2 separate regions of the Hordeum vulgare genome follow, and region 2 is linked to region 1. A link is a contact called in public Hi-C data. All regions are on one chromosome and are shown on one strand. Each heading gives the region's core, a stretch centred on a gene start, on an enhancer-like site or on the middle of the called end of the contact. The rest is flanking DNA. Distances are from core to core; before and after follow the strand shown.

Region 1 (5,112 bases), core at 680-3,179:
CACAACGAGGGAGGGGGCGTGCAGCGTCGGGGTCGGGGCTGGGCTGGGGCGACGACGAAAATGGCGACTGCAAGGGATTTGGGGGAAGAAGTGTGGGAGAAAGCAGGGAAAATATGAGGGGGTTATGTCAAACTTAGTGGTAGCGCTAGTTTGGAAAAGCGCTATAGCTACATTAGCTATAGCGCTGGTTAAAAAAGCATGCTACTGCTACGCCTAACCTACCAGCAACAGTGTTGGAATTTTAGTAGTAGCGCTCTCCCGTTGAAACGCCCTACTACAACTCACATAGTTGTAGCACATTTAGTTTAAGCTCGCTATACTACTACGCCTAGCCTATCAGCAACAGTGTCGGAATATTAGTAATATCGCCTTTCCCTCCGGACGCACTACTGATATTATACTAGCTGTAGCGCGTTTAGTTTTCCCTCGCTACGGGTAAGTATCAGTAGCGTGTGGTTTTGACCAACGCTACTGATAAGTTTCTGTGTATGAGGTTTTCCCAGTAGTGTGCAACCGGTAGCAGAGAATGCTACATCCAACATCTGAAAAAGCTTGAACCGGGAGACGTTGACCCAACGATGGTGAGTAACGGCGACGGGAGCTGCGAATAGGCCAAAGATGGGGATGACGACAACAAGCGGAAGCTGGAACCGTGATCCATCAAAGCTGCAACCATGGGCAGCCGAGCTGTATACGGTGGCGTGTAGTGTTTGTTTTTTGCTTCAACCTAGGCGCGAGGAGCTGCATCAAACCCACTTCCCAGCGCGGCGAGCGGCGATGAGCGACGACGAGCGGAGGTGCAGTGGTGCTTCGAGGTCGCGGGGGGGGCGTCGAGCTATATGAGCCCGGTGGCGTACCTATTTTTTCCCTCTCTCGTGGCCATGAACTGTAGGCGAGAGGCGATCAAGTCCGTGTGCAATCCTATGCATCGGGGAACAGGTGATCCAACGGATGCGGTGCGACCGGCCTACGGCTAGCATCGCCCTAAATAAAACGATAGACAAAGAGAAACCTGGTACAATACCTTCTAGAAGCTAGCTAGAATGCTCCTACCGTGCAATTGCTGTGCTAAAAGTGGGTCGGCTTATTACTCGCGCTCAAGGCGCGCAGCCGGGCCTGGCCCATGTACTAGTTGACATGGAGCAGCCCATGTACAGGTGCAAGAATATCTAGCATAATTTGCGGGGACCTCCTATGTGGCGCTTCAGGCGCCACTAGGGGAACGGGCGCCTCGAGCAGCCCTCTTTGTGGACCGGTCCATAAAAAATGCGTTGGTTATTCAAAAATCAAAAAAAGTTCATAGAATTTTAAAAAGTTCAGACTTGCAAAATCTTTCAATGGTCATGAAAAAAATGTCACCGATTTTTGAAAAATATGTTCATGAATTTTCGAAAAGTTCACAGAATTCAAAAAATATCATCGATTTTGAAAAAATGTTCATCAATTTTTAAAAATAGTACACTCAATTTGAAAAAAGTTCATGAATTTTAAATTATGTTCATCGATTTTTAAAAATGTTCACCTATTTCAAAAAAAAATCATCGATTTTTCAAGAAGTTCACCATTTGTTTTTAAAAGTTCACGGACTAAAAAAGTTCATGAAAAAATTCTAGATGGGCCGACTTATTGCATAGCGCTGCAGGCGCCAGTTAGCAAATTTTGCCTGTAACCGGCACGTGTGACCCTAAATAGGGTTTGCCTAATTTGGGCTCTGAATCATCTCAGAAAAAAAGAAGTTGCTCCGTCTCAAAAAAAAAATTTGCTCTCTGAATAAAATAGCCTAGGGTTTTTGATTGGCTCACAATTAGTGCCCTGGTGGAACCCACCTGGATCCCCTCCTGATCGCCAGAACCAATCGGCGTCCACTGAACACGCGCAGGCACACAGAATCCGCACCCGCTGACTCACACATCCCTCACTCTTGTCTGTCCAAGTTTTGCCACACTGCAGCCGACGGACGCCCCGCACTCTTGTCTCCATCGTCTAGGTTTTCGCTTTGCCAACGCTACGCCGCCGAAAATATGGCCTCCAACGCCAATGACGCCCGCCGTGACGCCCAGCCGGGGAGCCGCGACGCCGCGAATCTCGTGCGCCTTCGCCGTATCGGGCGCTCCGAGGCCGGTTTCGACGCGGCCCAGCGCGTGGAGAAGGGCGCTGCCAACCAGGTCAAGTCCGAGCGTACCTCGCTCGCCCGCTTGAGGCCGAAGGACGTCGGCGATGCAGAGGGTTCTGCACGCCGGAGAATCACAGAGCGCGCCAAAATTGTCCCGCTGCAGCCGGCATCGGATGGATGCGTGGAGGAGGAGGCTCGGATCAACAAGAGGAAAGCTGATTCGCTGGAAGTAATCCATATTAGCGACGATGAAACTGTCGTCGCAGTCCCACCGACCAAGATCAAGATCAAGAAGAAAGCGGCCGCGGGAGACAGTCGAGGTTCTCGACGCGGACGCGGACACGAACGCGGAGAAAGCTCTGCAGCTAAGTCGGCAGTGGCTGCTTCGTCCTCACAAGGCAACCGCTGCTGGCTGATTGCGCCGTCTTCACCGGTGCCTAACAGGAGCCTGTTCACGGCGCCACCGGCTTCTCCGGTGGCTGATGACGCCGGCCATCTCCAAGATGAAACTAGTTCGGTGAATGAAGAAGAAAGTGATGCAAGTTTGGGATCGGACGAAGTAGACGAAACAGAACTGTATCTGCTCGCTTGTGTTTCTGAGATGATCGCTAACGATAGCGATAGCGATACAAGAAATAATTTTGCAAATGGTGAAGGGACTTCAGAAGAAGGTAGGACTAGAAACTGCACAGGTACACTCTAGAATACAGTGTTTCAATATTCTTAATTATGCAAATGCCCACAGTTACATACATATACATACCCCTCCTTTGTTTCTTCCCTAGGAGAGCTTCCCGTGGAGCGCGATAATTAAGCTGGAAACACCGAAGGCAAAGAGAAAGGGGGATACAGGTGTGTGTTTGTTCAAATTCACTATTAATTTATGAAAGGTTATGAAGAAAAATATATATTGATCCTTGGATTATTGTCACATATTCTATGCATACAATCTCCTGTGGGAGTTTATTACTTCATGCATCTTCTTAAGTGGGATTATAAAATGAAGTTTTTATTCTAAAAAAAAAAGTTTCGGCCATAGTCTTCTGTAAGAATCTTGCATATCCATTCAAATTTAAAAACAATCAAAATAACGGGATCTTGAGTAACATGTTTGGATATGAGATCTCTTTGGATATTGTAACCGGAGATGTGTGTTTTTTTATTCTTGCATTTTGAAAACGAAAACAAGCTGGTCATTCAGCGAACTGCTGGAGAACCTACTACTGTTAGTATCCTTTGGATTTGCATTAGAATTAGACTCCCCCCTTTATACTTCTCCCCTATGCTTCCGTACTCCAGCAAGATAAAATGACCGCCAAGGCAACACTGCTGCGCTTTCTTCCTTCGCTAATTAGTTCAGCGTTGGAGGTTCTTCATTTGCGGGGCGGAGTATAGTGCTCGCCTAGTCTAGATGGAGTGCCTCGAATCTTCATAAATCTTGGTGAAAATTGAAGGATGAGCTTGAGCAAGGGGAAGAACAGAGGAGAGAGTGAAGAAAACAGAGCAATGAGCTCGGGCTGGACGAAGGGGTTTATATAAAAAACTCTTTAGTCCCGGTTTGTATAATGAACCGAGGCTAAAGGTCCACATATAGCCACGGTTTGTGATACAAATCGGGACTAAAGGGGCCCCGGCCTAACAGAACACTGCCACCATCCTTTAGTCCCAGTTTGTGACACAAACCGGGATTATAGGTCCGAATCAAATCGGGGCTAATGATGCCCATTGAAACAGGGACTAATGGTCATATTAGTCCCGATTCAAAACCAAACCGAAATTTAAGGGTCAAATAAAAGACCTATTTTCTACTAGTGATGGAGTTGTGCATTATTAATCTGGATACATACAAATCACTGAAACCCAAGGAAATTAGTTAGTTTACATATCATTTTGTTCCTATCGGGGCTGAGCAACCCCTTATTTGTTTGCTCTACTCACTTTCATGCTTTCTTGTGTAAATGGCATAATGAGTTGATGTAATCCCATGCTGTAACACTCTTCTTCTTTCAATGAAAAGATACACAAACATTTGCGTATTCGAAAAAAAAAACCATGCATGAGACATCCTGAATAAAACAAAAATGATGCAAGAATCACATGCATATTTTTCTTGGAGTTTACCGGCATCTGACACAAATAATACATTTTTCTATATGGCAAGCTTTGCTTTTTTTTTTGCGATGAACCATAGGGTTTTATTCCAAATTTATAGAATTACAATCTTCAGCAACTAATTTGGTAATGCATGGAGGTGGCTGGCCCAACCAACAAGCTGTGCTATCACCACATCTACCATAGTTCGCTAAACAACGAACAACTCTATTTTGTTCCCGAGCAATTTTAAGAGAAATAACAACCCTATCCATGAGATACCTCCTAATCACCGACACTAGATGACCATACGCAGATCTATCAAAGGACTTCTCCACAATCATCTTGAGAGCCACAAACAATCGGACTGAAGTACAATAGTGGCCTGAGAGTGCACCACCGCCAGCTCTAGCCCTTCTTTCATAGCTTGTAGTTCTGCTTCAAGAGCCTCATTGCAATGGAACAGTTTGCGATAGGATGCAAAAATAACAGCCCCTTTATTGTCTCTAAGACTAGGCAAGCGCTGCATTTGTGTGTCATTGTTAATGAATAAGAAAAACAAGGGATCGATTTTCATAGGAATGGCCTCGCTGTGATATATATATATATATATATATATATATATATATAAACATGATTATCAGTGTATGTTTGTACAATTTACCAACAAGTAATCTGCACCTAATTAATACACATATCTATCATTGAGTCTATACACAAGATTATGTCTCCCGTTGGTTATTGTTCGTCAGTAAACTAATAATAATATTTATTTCCTTGAATTTTTCTATTAATTTCTCTAGCTAGTTATTTATACTCAAATGATTTAGTTTAATATATCGCAATTTTATATTCCTTTTTCCATCTTATCACATGTTCTGTCATGGAATTTTATTTTTTACGTAGCA
Region 2 (4,909 bases), core at 743-3,242, 360 kb after region 1:
CGAAACTGCTTTTCGATATTACTACTTGTCAACCGAGCTCACTCGAGGATGTAGCTGCTAGTTACAACTGCAACCCCCATGCACAAAATCTTTTGGAGCTGCCAGTTATATATGCGCAGACCCGAAGGACCGTTTCACTCTCGAGCAATACATGTTGCATTTTCGGGGCAGGATTTGTTTGGGCGGCTCCACATCCATGGAACAGAAGAGCATAGCAGCATTCCATGATAGTCCAATGAGGGGCACACTAGATTTCTAGTAACTTTCCAGCATGTCACGAGTTTGTTTGCTTGGCCCAAGATGAAATCCCATGACATGTGGTATGTGTAGTGTTGTTTTATATTCCAACAAGCCAAGCCCGACCGATCGGCGTCCCCGGGGTTGTTGGAGCCATTGCCCATTCCTCGGCATCCATGGGATATGATCATCATGGACTTCATCGACAGCCTGCCGCGGTCTGAGAAGTTCAATTGCCTCTGGGTGATCGTCGATAAGCGTATGAAATTTGCCCAGTTCTTACATTTGGCACACGCATACACATCATCCAAAGTGGCGCTCCTCTAGATGTCTAGCATCTACAGGATTCATGGGTTCCCTGGCTTAATTTTCTTCGATCATGATCATGTTTTCACCACGCATTTCTGGTGTGAGCTATTCAATTATGCAGTCACAAAACTCCTAATGAGCTCGACTAATCACCCCCACACGAATGGTCAAACAAACGGGTAAATCAGTGTGTCGAAACATATTTGTGATGCTTCGTCCATGCTTGCCCGAGCCACTAGAGCCACTGGATTCCCTTGGCACAGTTCTGGTACAATTCCTCTCATCATTCCAGCATCATGTTCGGGCATGAGCCATGGTAGTGGGGCATTACACCCACCGATGAATGATAGGTCCCTTTCTCTCCATTCTTGTCTAGACAAAAGAGCGATGATATAGGAACTTCTTCATCAACACTTAAACCGGGCGCTGCAACATTTGAAGGCCCAAGCGGACAAGCACAGGTCTCTGCACACCTTTGTCGTCGGTGATCAAGTTTATCTCAAGCTCCAGTCATATATCGAGACTTCCGTGACGCGAAGAGATAATCACAAATTGGCTTTCAAGTACTACGATTCATTCCGCGTTATCGCCAAGATTAATGACGCGGCCTACAAACTGCAACTCCCGAAGCATTCGCAAGTGCACCACGTCTTCCACGTTTCCCAGTTGTATCATTGCTTACTCTTCGATAGGCATTCTTCTTCCGAGCTTCTGTGGTGCCTGTCGCAGTCTTGCAACACCGTTGGTGCAAGAAGAATGGCTCATTGTTCGAGCAGGTGCTCGTTCGTTAGTCTGGTTAAGCTGCTTCCAGCGATAGTTGGGAAGATAAGGAGATGACGCAAACTGTTTCACCGCGGCTGAGGCTTGAGACAAGCCACGTCTCAGAAAAGAGGGGATGTCAACGCCCCTCAATGCTCTGACCGACCATTGCCACTGACAAGAGAGCCCACACGGCTCGCTGCACTCCCTGCCTACCCCAAGACCGTCACGGACCAAGAGGCCCAATTCCCATCCAACGCTGGGCCACAGCGGGTCCAACGAAGCTCGACGGCGTCGAGGACTACCTAAGCTAGAGCGGTTGTTTCTTTGTCTTTTGACAGATATGTTTGGTTGGCTGAGAAATCAAACATTATTTGTACCTGACAATATTTTGAGTTAATAGAGTGTGGGGAATTCTTAAAAAAAAAAAGGCGAGGCGACCATCGTCGGCGGTGGTGTCACGCGGCCGGGCGCGGCAACGGCACGGCCGCTTTTCACACATTGCCGCGGGCGGGACCAAACCAACCAACACATCAATGGGCGCCGTGTGTCCCGCGCCCGCCCGCCCATACACATCAGCGGGCCTTCTAGAACCTACCAGATAATGCATACGGCCCAGCCTCGCCGACGGGGTGAGCCCACGCGTCAAAACCCAGGATACCTCGCGTCGGCGTGCGTATATAGATCTCAGCCCAGAGAGACACGGGGACGTGTACCCCAAGAACCACAGAGCCAACCAAACCAGCTAACCGGGAGCATCTCCGGCCACGCATCAAGCTAAAGCACACGCAAAACAGCCGGCCCCCACGAGTCGGTCACGATACTCACGAGGCTTCTTCCCCTCCGTTCGCTCTCTTGTTTCCCCCATCCCATGGCCACCCCAGCGTCGACGCCGGCGAAGATGCGGGCCGTGCAGTACGACGCCTGCGGCAGTGGCGCCGCCGGCCTCAAGGTAAGCAGTTACTATTCGGGGTAGCGGGTCGAAGCTTGTTAATATTATTGCTTTGCTGTATGTTCGGGTCGGCGCGCGAGATTGGTATGATTGGTGCTGGATGATTTGGCCGATTCACTGGCTAATTGACTAGTTAGTACTACCAAGTAGGAGTATTAGAGTATGGATCCCCTTCTGTGGAGATCGCAGTCAGTTCACCTGAATCCTTTCTTTTGAATTGTTTTCTATGGCAAGACAAGCAGTCATGTAGCTAGCTGTGGCTTGCTGAAGCAATAGAACTTTGCTCTGGTGGCTTTTACTGTATAATTTGTGATGGGCACTGGGTCTGGGTGCTTGTATGATCTGTTGAGTATTTGAGTGGTTTCTTTGGTGGTATGTGTTACACTAGATATATAATATATGAACTCTCTTTCTCGTGTCTACTTGGCTTTAGGAATTAGGAGTAGTTAAGATGTTACAGTGAAATTAGTTGAATGTAGGTCGCGCATACCTGCTGTTGGATGCTCGGAAAAAGCACTGCACAATACTAGTTTTTCGTATTGTGAACCATGAGTCAGCACTCCTGGATCCCAAATATATTCTCATGACGAGTGAGTGCTCATTTGTGAGCGAATCGGATATTTATTATTTAAAAGTTAGCACATGCCCTGAACTCGTGACTCCCGTGTCAGCACCTCTAAATCCTAATAATATTGAGATGACCAAGTCAGTTGTGCGAACACTGATTGTGACTCAGTCGGTTGACAGGGGATTCTTATCACAATCCCTATTTTTAGCTTAGAGAGAATTGACTAACGACTTGACGCTTTTGCCGCTTAACAAACACGTCAAAGGAGTTTGATTTTTGAAAAGAAAGGAAAACATTAAACATCAAGATTTCCTTCTTCCATGAAGATTAAACAGTCAAACCTATAAATATGTGATTCTGAAATCCCTCTGATGCAGCATGTAGAACTCCCCGTCCCTTCAGCAAAGAAGAATGAGGTCCTGTTGAAACTGCAAGCTGCAACCATCAATCCAGTTGACTGGAAGATACAGAAAGGGGACTTGCGGCCTCTGCTGCCTCGTAGACTGCCTTTTATCCCAGGTAACTCCTCGTTCATAGTGTCACTGCGTAGATGCTAGCCATTTTCTATCAATCATGAATTTTGTTTGCAGGTTTCCTATGTACAGAGCAAAATAGCACCAAGGGTAGTTATGAGAACGTTATTTGATCATGTCTGTCTTTCAGTCTTGCTATATGTTATTTGGTTCTCACCTTTAATAACTATCCAGGATGTCTCTTACTCAGGGCCGTCTTCAGGAATTTGAGGCCTCGGTGCGAAATGCAAAATGAAACCCTAAAATATGATAAATCTATATAACTTTAAATGATTTTTTCGGCACCAAAATGGTACTTCCTATTTCTAGACAAGAAGAGAACTGAAATATATCTATTGACCCTTTTTACTGTAGGGCAATGAGTTGTCACAAGAAATTCTGCTTCTACACACTAAGAGCAGCTAAACTAGCTAGAAGAGAGAAAATATCACACAAATAAATCTAAAACCTAGCGACTGATCACACAGAGAAGAAAATATAAACATAGGCCTGAAGTTATAGTATGTGCTTGGATGGAAAATTCTGACTTGATCTCCTGGACCTAGTATATGGCTCTCCTAGATATGGTGTATACGTCGACCAAACTTGCTTCTAAAATATAATACTACGAACAGAATTAGGGCAATAGGGCTCAAATATGGACTCAAGAATTAGGACTCACAAGATGTGAAGGCAAAGACCTTCTGGCCAGCCCAATCGATCGGCTCAACTTGATTGGGCAGACGAAAAGGCAGAGGCATGGCAGGCGGCGCGCCGCGCAGACAAACCGGAGATTAGGAGAATACTTTCACGCCATGTAGATTTAGGGCTGGGCGACTCGGGGATAATTAGCCGAACACAGGACAGATTTTTTCCCTCGGGTAATTGTCGCTAATGGGCCTCCTAATGACACAACGATTTGGGGCCCCCATGTTTTGACGGGCCTCAGGTCGCACATGCCTGTCGACGGCCCTGCTCTTACCTGATAATTAGCTTATGATAAAGATAACATATATGTGTGTGTTGCTCAATTCATCAGACAACTTGCTGATAGCTGCATCTCTACTGCTCCTTTTCCTGCAGTGACTGATGTTGCCGGAGTAGTTGTTGATGTTGGTCCTGGAGTAAAAGGTCTCACAGCAGGCGATCAAGTCGTCGCCATGTTGAACTCTCTTGTGAGTGAACTTCATTAACTCATGACAACATATTTTGTTTGTCATCTTCATACTTTGAAAGAAGATGATTTCAGACTTCATTTAAAAAATAAATTGCTGCAAGCTGATTGATGTGACAATGTTTTTGCTGTTCAAAGCTGATTGATGTGACAATACTTTTGCTGTTACAGAACGGAGGTGGACTCGCAGAGTACGCAGTAGCGTCCGCAAACCTGACTGTCAAAAGGCCAGCTGAGGTTTCTGCAGCTGAGGGTGCTGGGCTTCCCATTGCTGCGGGCACTGCGCTCCAGGCACTGAGGTCCATTGGTGCCAAGTTTGATGGCACCGGCAAGCCATTAAACGTGTTGGTCACCGCTGCCTCTGGCGGCGTAGGCCTGTACTTGGTGCAGCTTGCAAA

The links. Hi-C and Micro-C count contacts between places; a contact is called where the count stands out from the background.
Region 2: a contact with region 1 is called in a Hi-C map of leaf, with 5 times the contacts expected there. The contact joins the promoter of LOC123426481 here to the promoter of LOC123430190 in region 1. A contact is called at or near these places in 3 of 6 Hi-C or Micro-C datasets (leaf and seedling) and 1 of 1 datasets of contacts at active chromatin or transcription factors (embryo).

What each region holds. Positions count from the first base shown.
Region 1 is chr2H:419,832,505-419,837,616 of MorexV3_pseudomolecules_assembly, forward strand. LOC123430190 reads left to right here and starts at 1,930. Exons shown (of 3, transcript XM_045114082.1): 1 at 1,930-2,784; 2 at 2,899-2,965. The coding sequence starts at 2,022. The coding sequence ends at 2,927.
Region 2 is chr2H:420,194,511-420,199,419 of MorexV3_pseudomolecules_assembly, forward strand. LOC123426481 (chloroplast envelope quinone oxidoreductase homolog) reads left to right here and starts at 1,993. Exons shown (of 4, transcript XM_045110319.1): 1 at 1,993-2,257; 2 at 3,203-3,344; 3 at 4,421-4,512; 4 at 4,683-4,909. The coding sequence starts at 2,177.